2 separate regions of the Mus musculus genome follow, and region 2 is linked to region 1. A link is a contact called in public promoter capture Hi-C data. All regions are on one chromosome and are shown on one strand. Each heading gives the region's core, a stretch centred on a gene start, on an enhancer-like site or on the middle of the called end of the contact. The rest is flanking DNA. Distances are from core to core; before and after follow the strand shown.

Region 1 (4,707 bases), core at 1,083-3,582:
ATGAACTAAGACAAACATCAAAAGCTTACCTTTTCCCATGAAAACAAAAGAATAGTTAAGAAATATAAGTTTTGATTCTCTATCTCATATTCTGGAAAAATCTCCAAAACCTAGACTGAAAAGTTAATTACATCTCTTAACCTCAAACACAATACTGCCCTAGAAACCCACTTTGAAATCATTAGAATCAAGAATAGTCCTATTGCTGCCCCTCATTCAGCTCCTTCCAGCTCCTTTCTCTCCTTCTCCCAACTGTTTGGGAGCATGAACCTATCCTGGAGTGTGCTTGCTAAACTTAGTGACTCTCCATTGGTGAACACTTGATTTTACCATTTCAAGAATGAATCAATTGAAAATGGGTTCTTGATTGGAGTGGAATTTTGTGTATACTTCCACTACTCTGTGACAGACTACTTGTCTGGTTTAAACTTGTACAGGTCTTCTGCATGCTTATTTTAATTTCTTAAGACAATATCCAAATATATAGCTCAGGTAAACCTTGAACTTGTCCTCCTAAAGGGCTGGAATTAAAGATGTATAACACCATGTCTACCTCAGGAATGTACTATATATCTTCATCATCTGCAGATTATCAACCAATTTGGGCTGAAATTCACAATTCCATTATGTATTTTTCTCATTGCCTATATAATTAGGATTCTATAAATGCTTTTTAAAAAAAAAAAACATATTCTTTCTATGAGTTCCCCGAGTGACATGTTAAATAACTTTGATATACATTCACTGACAGCAAAGTGGTATTTGTGCTTAACACTAACTAGGGAATTCCATGCTAACTTTGTTTTTGAACTCAGGAGTCTTTTCTAAGAAATCCTCTGGATCATAAAAATCACATTGCTCTACCCTGATCTGAATTAAAGATTTACGTTGTGGCTTTAAGCAGTATCACAAACAGATTTTACCTTAGAGAGTAACATAAGTGACTGAATAGCAGGGCACAATCACCACCTCTTGAACATGGACCCCACCTACAGACACCTGCAGGGGTTAAGGTTGTGGGGAGGGGTGGTAGGATGCTATACTAAGTAAGACTCCATTTCCTTTTAAATAGCATCTGATGTTTATTCAACGTGAGGAAAAGGCTTCTGTACAGGTAGAGCAGACAAGAAGGAAAGAGCACAGGGGCTACTGTGTTGGAAAAGGCATACACATCAGAGAAAGAGCTGCAAGCTGGTTTCTCAGGAAAACCAGCTAGTCCACAAGACAAAATGGGAGACAGCAGGTTTCTGGGAGCAGGGAGGGGAAGGGTCCCGCTGAAGGTGAATCAATGTCCATGGGCCGTGGGCAGCCCAGGTACCTCCCAGGTGAGTCCGGATCAGTTAAGGGCAGCAGCCAGTCCACAGATGGGTTGTGCAGGGGCTTGAAATGGCAGCGTCAGCACAGGCCTTATGGGCAGAAGCTTGCAGTCTGTCCACCAGATAGAAAGCAGTGGACAGCATGACATGTCCATCAGGTGGCAGGTGATCTGTCCATTAGGTGACAGGAGCCCATCTTGCAGCTGGAGCCTGGGACAGTGTCCAAACCTGCCAGGGATGGGCTGAGCTGTCAACAGTGGGAGGCCTTGTGCTCTCCAGAGCCAGGCCCAGCAGGGACAGCAGCAGGGGCCTGGGGAGCTATTCCTGGAACAAAGGCTAGGACACAGGAGGAGACAGGGGCGCGCGCATGCGAGATCTCCAGGCAGGGCGGGCGCGGGAGGTGGGGGAGTTCTCGGGGTAGGAGGGGGGCCCGGGGGGAGGGCGCACTCGGCGACCCCGGCTGCAGCCACAGGACAACACAGCAGCAGCCCACCCTCCCGGAGCCCCAACCCCAGGCCAGGCTTGCCAGAGGCCTAGAAGTCCTCATCCTCCTCCCACCCGAACACCCGCTTCATCTCATTCAGGAAGCCGTTGTAATCATTGAGCAGGGGGCTGTCGATCTTGATGTAGGGGATCACCCACTGCAGGGCCCGGCCCTTGAGGCGGGTGATGAGGAACGTCACCTTGAGCTCGTCGGTGTCGAAGGTCCTGTCGTCCACCAACATGTAGGAGCCGGTCTGCACGATGAACTCCGGGAGCTTGTCCATCTCGCCATCAAACAGCTCTGGAAACGGGATGGGGTTCCGCCGACGGCGCCGCCTGTTGTGCCTGAGCATGTAGGCCTTCGGCCTCTTTACCTTGCCTTGGCCTTCCATGACGCTGCGCTCTCTGGGCTGATCTAGTCGCTTGGTGGCCGGGCTGGCTGGAGGCTCTCCGGACTCTTGATGGGGTCAGCTGTGCTTTGCTGGATCTGCAGAGCACAGAGATTGTCAATTACAAAGGCGTCGCCGGAAGTGCGTAGGAGAAGAGGCGTGCCCAAGGTCTCGGGAAGGGGGCGTGGCCTTTGAGCGGGACATTGGGCCAACTTTAGATCTATAGTGATCTCAGCCCACAGGGTTGTGAGCTATTTCAGGCGCCAGTCCAAGAGAAGCATTAATAGGGTTAGTGGAGCAAAGTAATTTGTGCCCAAGACTTTCACCAAGGTAGTGTGGGGCCAATGTGGTCTCTCATTCTGTAATCCCAGCATTTCAGAGGCTGGGGTAGGAGGATTATCATGATTTAAGGTCACTCTGTCTACAGAATGGAACCCTTGTTTCAGATGAGGAAAAATTGCAGCGACTATAACTCGAAGGGCTTTCCTGGCTTGCTTAAGACCCTTTAGTTCATTGTCTAGTTCCCTGCTTTGTGGTGTGTAGGGGCGATCACAGGATGGCCTTAGTTTCCCTAGGGGAGTGTACCTTGGAACTTTGCATTAAGATCACAACTGATTCTACTGTTTTGGAGAGCATGCATATATCTGGAATTAATTTACTCTATTGTGAGTATTCCCATCTTATGCTGTTTTACCTTATGGGTTCCTTCAAACAGCCCAGCCCTTGACACATTGTTTTTGGAAATTTTCCTCAATGGTTTTCTAATATGTTCCTCAGTATAACTTAATCTATGTGATGATGCCTTATAATTAAAATTGCTGACTTTTACTTGGCACATCACTGAAAAGCTATGTCTCTGTGTGCTGTGGAAGTTTGTTCCTGGTATCTATATTTTATTATTTATTGATTTATTTTTGAAGTAGCATCTTTCCTTGTGTCCCAGGCTTGTACTTTCAGTAGTCCTGCCTCACCCTCCCAAGTTCTGGGATTCCAGGTGTGAGTTTCCATGCCAAGCTTTGGTATGGCTTTTAGGAGAGTAAAACAGTATTGGGAAGGGATGTTCCATTATGGATCCTTAAAGGATAAGCCCTTCCCTGTTCATTTTCAAGTTGGCATAACTCAGTTCATTGTGGTTGCATAAACTGAGACATTTTCTTGCTCTATAAATTACAGACCATAACATAATAAGCTTCTTCAATCTCCTTCTAGTATCATGAGTTCTTGTGGTTAGATCATCCAGGATTATCTTTTTAAAATTCATTTGATTTTTTTTAACCTATAGTTCTATAATTTTAATTCCTACTTGCATTATATGCCCCTTTTCTGAGGATTAGGACACAGGTAACTCTGGGGCAAAGTTATTCTATATTCCTTTGTATAAAGACTTATTTCTTACTGATTTTTCCTTGATAAATTGAGCTTGTAGCAGGCATGATGGGTTTTACCTGGTACTCCACTGAGAAGAAATAAAAGCTGAAGCAACTTCAGGTAGAGACAAGGCCAGATTACATAATTAGACTATCTCAACCAAAGCAAATGCTGGGTCAGTGAAATGACTTAAGTAAAAGTGCTTTGACCCCTACAAGCTCCCCACGTGTATGCCTGTCCTCCAACATACTATACATACATATACAATAACAATATAAATACAATATATAATATATAATATATATGCAAATGCTGAGCTTAAATATAGCTCAGTTGATAGTTTCCCTGCCCTTATATATACAAGGTCATGAGCTTGACCCCTATATAAATTGTGTGTGGTAATCTCCTGCCCTTGGAGAACCATTGGGCATTAACTGAAAACTTTGGCTACACAGTGAATTCAAGCCTAACCTGGGCCACATGAAACTCTGTCTCCATTTTCTTTTTTAAAGTATCTCTAGTAGCACCATAACCTAACACCCCCGGCTCTCGGTTAGCTCTCCAACCCTACAAATTAAAACACTGAAAACCCCTTCACATTCTTGAGGTACACTACAAGAAATCAGGGTGTGCGACAATTATATTTTGGAGTGTGGGTGAGAACTGTGACCTATAACTTAGCAATAAAATATGGAAGAAGTAAGCAAAATCACATTTTCTCCTACTAGCTACAAAGAATCAAGCTGTATTGTTGGAAACTGACTCTTCACAGAGCAACAGTTCACAGAATTGCAGGAGAGCACATATAAGCATTTTGTAGCTTTCTTGACATTTATCTCTCTTTAGCTATAACAGCTTCTGTGCGGTAAGTACTCTTTGAGTATCTGCTTTATATTGTTTCCAAATATTTAGGTCGTTCCTAGTGATGCTGCAAAACTACCAGATCTGCAGTCAGGGAGCCAATATTTCTCTTGCTAAGGGACATATGGAGAAGGAAAACATGTTCACAGTATCTAATTCATCTGGCAGCCAAAGCTGAGTTTCCATGAAGAAATACTTAAGGCGCAAGCTCACGGATATACAGGGAAGGGTGTGTTGGGGAGAATCTATAAATGTGCAGATCTGGGACTTCCTATTTACACGACTCATTT
Region 2 (4,770 bases), core at 2,151-4,650, 2.8 Mb after region 1:
AATGGAAACCATTATGAACTTCATAATTTCCTTTTAACAGACATTTATTGAGCAAGTACTTTGCACTAGGCATCAGTCATAGACTTTGAGTGCTTCCACAAAGTTCTTACACTCTAGTACGAAGGACAAGTCAATCCAATCCACTTAAGACTTCAACACAGGAGTAGATGGTCTGTAGCAGAGAGAGGCACAGAAAGGGTCTTAGCATTGATGTATGGCACAGGGCTTTGTACAGTGTACCGTAATGGAGCTCATATGGAAAAAGCCAGTTGGGGTTTTTGGCTTTATCTGAGTAAGTATATGAATCTTCCAAGTTGCGACTTTTTTTTTTTATATCGTCAGTTTTGCATTTTATAATGAGATGTGGACATTTTTTCAGATGTTAAGTTTACGTCACTGAGGTTACACTCGAACGTATGCCAAAAAGAATAAATAACATGGCTTGTTTGGAGGAAAACGGATCCATTATAAGGCCTACCAGGGGGGAAAAATCTTACCTTGTGGGACCTGCGAGTCCTCCACTTTAGAGAATTGTGCAACTGAAGCTGTTTGTGCTTTGTTAATGCTGGCAAGTCACCTTCGGGGCTGTTTTTTGTAAGACTCAGCATGTGTTATTTGAAAGAGAGATTCTTTCCTGATTGTAAAAGTAAGGTGTAAGCAAAGTTGGGAGAAAAGTATCAGAGATCTTGCAAGACTCCCCCCTCCCCACCCTGGATTGTTTTTATGTGTGTATTTCTGCATGTGGGTTCATGAGACACCAGATCCCCCGGAGCTAGAGTTACAGGTGGTTATAAGCCTGAGATGAGGGCTAGAGACTGAACTCAGGTCCGCTGCAAGAGCAGCGGAAATTCTCACCACTGAGTCATCTCTCCAGACCCTAAAGAAGATTTTTAAAAGTCATCTTAAAATATCATTTGTGAGCTAGTGACCATTATGAATAAATAAAGAACGTGATAACAGAACATAAAGTCCTCCTGGGCACTTCTGTTCAAACAAAAGATAATAAACCAGCCCAATGCAGTTATTTGGCTAGATAAGAGTGTCATAACAACAACAACAACGGACTTTAGTGAAAATTATAAATTAGGCAAAACTGGTTTCTAGGTAATGCTCCTCCCCCATAAGCCCCTAAAGTTGTACAGGATTCTCATTTGGGCCCTAGGGTTCTGTACCCGTGCTGTATAATCCCTCTCCCTTAAGTATGGTTGGGACCTCTGACTTGCTTCTAGTCAATAGAATATTACAAAGGTAATGGATGTCACTGTCGTGATTATGTTACATTATCTAAGGCTCTGTATCAGCAGATTGGAGAGAGAGCTTTCCCTGCTGGCCCTAAAGAAACAGCTGCATCGTGAACAGGTGATGGAGAGGCTTGTGTGGCAGAGGACATTAGCAGCAAGCAGATCTGTGGGTGGCTCTCAGCCTTTTCACATACAGTCACAATGAGATAAATTCTGCCAGCAGCCTTCCTGAGCTTTACCGAGCTGATTCTTTCCCAGTTGAGCTCCCAGATGAAAAATGTGGCCTAGCCATTTCCCTGACCACAGCTTTGTGAGATGGAGCAGGGAATCCAGCTAATCAGAGCAGGAGATAACATTTAAGTACGTGCTAAGCTGCTGAATTTGTGATAATTTGCTACAAAGCAATACAAAAAACTACCACACAGGTACCCATTGGTCATAAACTTTTATTTAGTCCATGCATATACGATCTTTCTTCAGTAATATTTAATGATTTATTTTTATTTTTAATTATATGCATTTGTGTGTCTATCTGTGGGTTTGTGCACATGTTCATAGTACCCACAGAGGCCAGAAGGCATTGGATCCCCTGGACCTGGATTTCCAGGAAGTTTGACGCCTTCTAAGTGAGTGCTAGGAACCAAACTCAGTGTCTTCTGCAAGAGCAGTGAGTACTCCTATCCAAAGACCAATGCTCCTAGCCCCTTCACCACTAATATTTAAGACAGAAATGGGGAAGTTTGATGTCTTTCCATCTTTAATTCCCAAGTCATTCTATATATTTCAGTAAGCTGGTCTTCATCACACATAGAGTGGTCTCTGGCGGACTCTTGTTCACACCATTCCTCCTAAGCCAGATTCCCTCTTTTACACCTTGTTCTTTGCCCATGAAATCTTCTGAACTTCTAGACCACAGGCAAGTGCTGCCTCGCTGTTTTTACTTGCATCACCATTTTTGGTCTTATTTCTGAGAAAACATAATATATATCAATCATGTAGAACATATACACAGGATATCTACAAACAATATAGAAAACATTTGCAGATATATATGTGATCTTCACATTGTATTAAAATTGTATACTCATTGAAGCTCAAGAGTCTAACTTGTGTACAGCACATTGCTAGAAATACTCTGTATCATTATCATCATTATCGCCATCATCAGTGTTGTAGGAGACTCAAACTCAGCGCCTCACAGGAGCTGGGCAAACATCGTACTCCTATGCTGCAACACTACCTCATACTCTATATTAAAAATAATGTCACAGTAGTTGGCATAGCACACGCTTGTAGGATATGCTGAGGAGTTCAGGACCAGCCTGAGATACAAGTTTAAAAATTGAGTCATATGCAGTGGAAAGCCAAGTATAGTTGACCAGTTACCAAGTACTTACATGGAGCCAGCATTGGCAACTTCCCTCTACTGAAAATTAAATTTCAGTACCATCGACCCTACATATTTCAATGATTGAACGCCTACTTCAGGTGCCTAGCACTTTTGTGGACGTTCAATGAACCTGAGTTGAAGCAGGATATCAGCCATGGATAAAGGCCGCACAGTCCCCACAGGAGTTTAAGTATCACAGGCTGGTCAATGTTTCAAAGCCTGAGAGAGCCTGTCCTTACAAAAGGACAGCTTAGGGTAACGTTTCCGCGGCAGCTTCCTTTTTAAGTAGCTGAACCAACCAAGAAAACGACATGTAAACACTGATCAGGAAGAGGGACTAATCTAAGGGAATTTGAGCAAGTCTGGCTAGGAAAGAAGTTTGCTGCTACTGAAATGTTTTGGTCTTAGCCACTGGCAGGATTGATTGATTGTAGTTATGTTTTGTGTGAAGCCTGCCTAAACATCTGTTTCTATGCAACTGTTGCCCAATTCTCCTTTCCTTTCGAATTACCATCTTTGAAGCACGAAAGAAAATCCATCCAAACGACCAAACAAATTACCCTAAAGGCTTCTAAATCCTTTAAAGGAGAATCTGAGCTTGAAGAAGGTCCTTTACTCCCCCGCCCCTTACCTCCAGCATGGGTTCCAAACTACAACCCTCAAGCTTGGCCCAAGTCCCTCCCTTTACCCAGTCATCTAATGAATATGTAAATTAAACATAATTGGCAGCCAATGGCGTGTGTTCTAGTCACATGGTGCTGATGGTAGGTGAGCAGACAGAAGTTGTGTCAGTGAACAGAGAGGGCTCTCAGTCTGGGGCGAGCGCTCTAGTGAGCGTGGACGGATGCTTAGGCAGTAGTCCTGGCAGCGGCAGCGGCGGCGGGCAGTAGTGGTGGCAGAAGAGGGGAAGAGAGACGGCCCGGAGACCGACACACTCACACTTTCAAGTTCCCTTGGAGGGAGAGGAGTTGGGGCTGCAGAAAGAGGCCAGGAGCGGTCCCATCTATCCCATCCCGTTTCCCACTTTTCCTCTTGCTCCCTGGCTCTGCGAGAGTTCAGGATTTGGGTAGCCATACGTGGCATTGAGGGAAAAGGGACTGGGAGAGTGGGGACCAGAACCAGGGGTGTAGTGGAAGATGCCCATCCTGCTGTTCCTCATAGATACGTCCGCCTCCATGAACCAGCGCACTGACCTGGGCACCTCCTATTTGGACATTGCTAAAGGCGCTGTGGAGTTATTCTTGAAGGTAAAAGGAGGGGAAAGGAGATGAAGGGGTCGCTTCTGTGGGATGGGTGGGTTGGACTGAGGTGCTTCTGTAACGTTTGTATCGCTTCCCCTCGTTTCCTACGCGACCCCCCCGTCATCCCTCGCCCCGCAGCTGCGCGCCCGGGACCCAGCCAGCCGCGGAGACAGGTACATGCTGGTCACCTACGATGAGCCTCCCTACTGCATCAAGGTAAACAGGCCAGCGGGGGAGCGGTGGGCGGGAAGAGCGTGCGCGTCCACTAGCCTGGGGCTGCTGATCCCTTTTGCCTCCACCCGTGGCGATCCTGCGTCGCCCTGCGGGACGGGCTGCAGTGAGGAGCGCCGAAGGGCAGGAGGAGCAGGGCGGGTGGCGGCGGTCGGGGGTCGCAGAGAGGGGCCCGGAGATGAGCAGCCGGTGTAGAGAAGGCACTGGAGGGCCGAGTTCCTAGCACGGCTGCAGCAATCGCCTCCGAAGATGGCGGACATTTTGCTTTTGTATGAGGCAGCCAGAGGCAGGGTGAGGGCGCTGCTGAGATGGAAAGGAGGGAGGGGAGGAGGCCGAGGAAGGAGGGCTCGAGGCCCATGGTGAGGCTGCGGCCCCTTCGCCTGGGACTCCGCCCCGATGTTCTCTTAGCCCCGCGCGGGCTTTGCTGCCGCCCGAGCTCCTCCTCTGGTCCCTCCTTCCATCCCTCGGCCCGCCCCGCCTGGGCTTCCTCTCCCTCCTCCCGCTCCGGTCCGTTTCTCCTTCACCGCATCTTCCCCTCCTCTTCCTGCCAAATGCCGGGCTGCACTAGCGCTGGCCTCCCAGAGCAGCTCCTTTGCATTCGAGGCTCTGGCCCCCGCCCCTCCTGTGCCACCACTAGCTCGGAACTGCTTAGCCTATGCAGCTCCCA

The links. Promoter capture Hi-C pulls out the DNA fragments that hold promoters and counts their contacts.
Region 2: a promoter capture Hi-C map of pre-B cells shows a contact between it and region 1, with 5 times the contacts expected there. The contact joins the promoter of Ints6l here to the promoter of Rtl8a in region 1. A contact is called at or near these places in 2 of 39 promoter capture datasets (liver and pre-B cells) and 1 of 115 datasets of contacts at active chromatin or transcription factors (astrocytes).

The regions. Positions count from the first base shown.
Region 1 is chrX:53,641,431-53,646,137 of GRCm38.p6, forward strand. Rtl8a (retrotransposon Gag like 8A) reads right to left here and starts at 2,333. Exons shown (of 1, transcript NM_024170.2): 1 at 1,058-2,333. The coding sequence starts at 2,191. The coding sequence ends at 1,850.
Region 2 is chrX:56,451,439-56,456,208 of GRCm38.p6, forward strand. Ints6l (integrator complex subunit 6 like) reads left to right here and starts at 3,401. Exons shown (of 17, transcript NM_172779.4): 1 at 3,401-3,878; 2 at 4,011-4,088. The coding sequence starts at 3,768.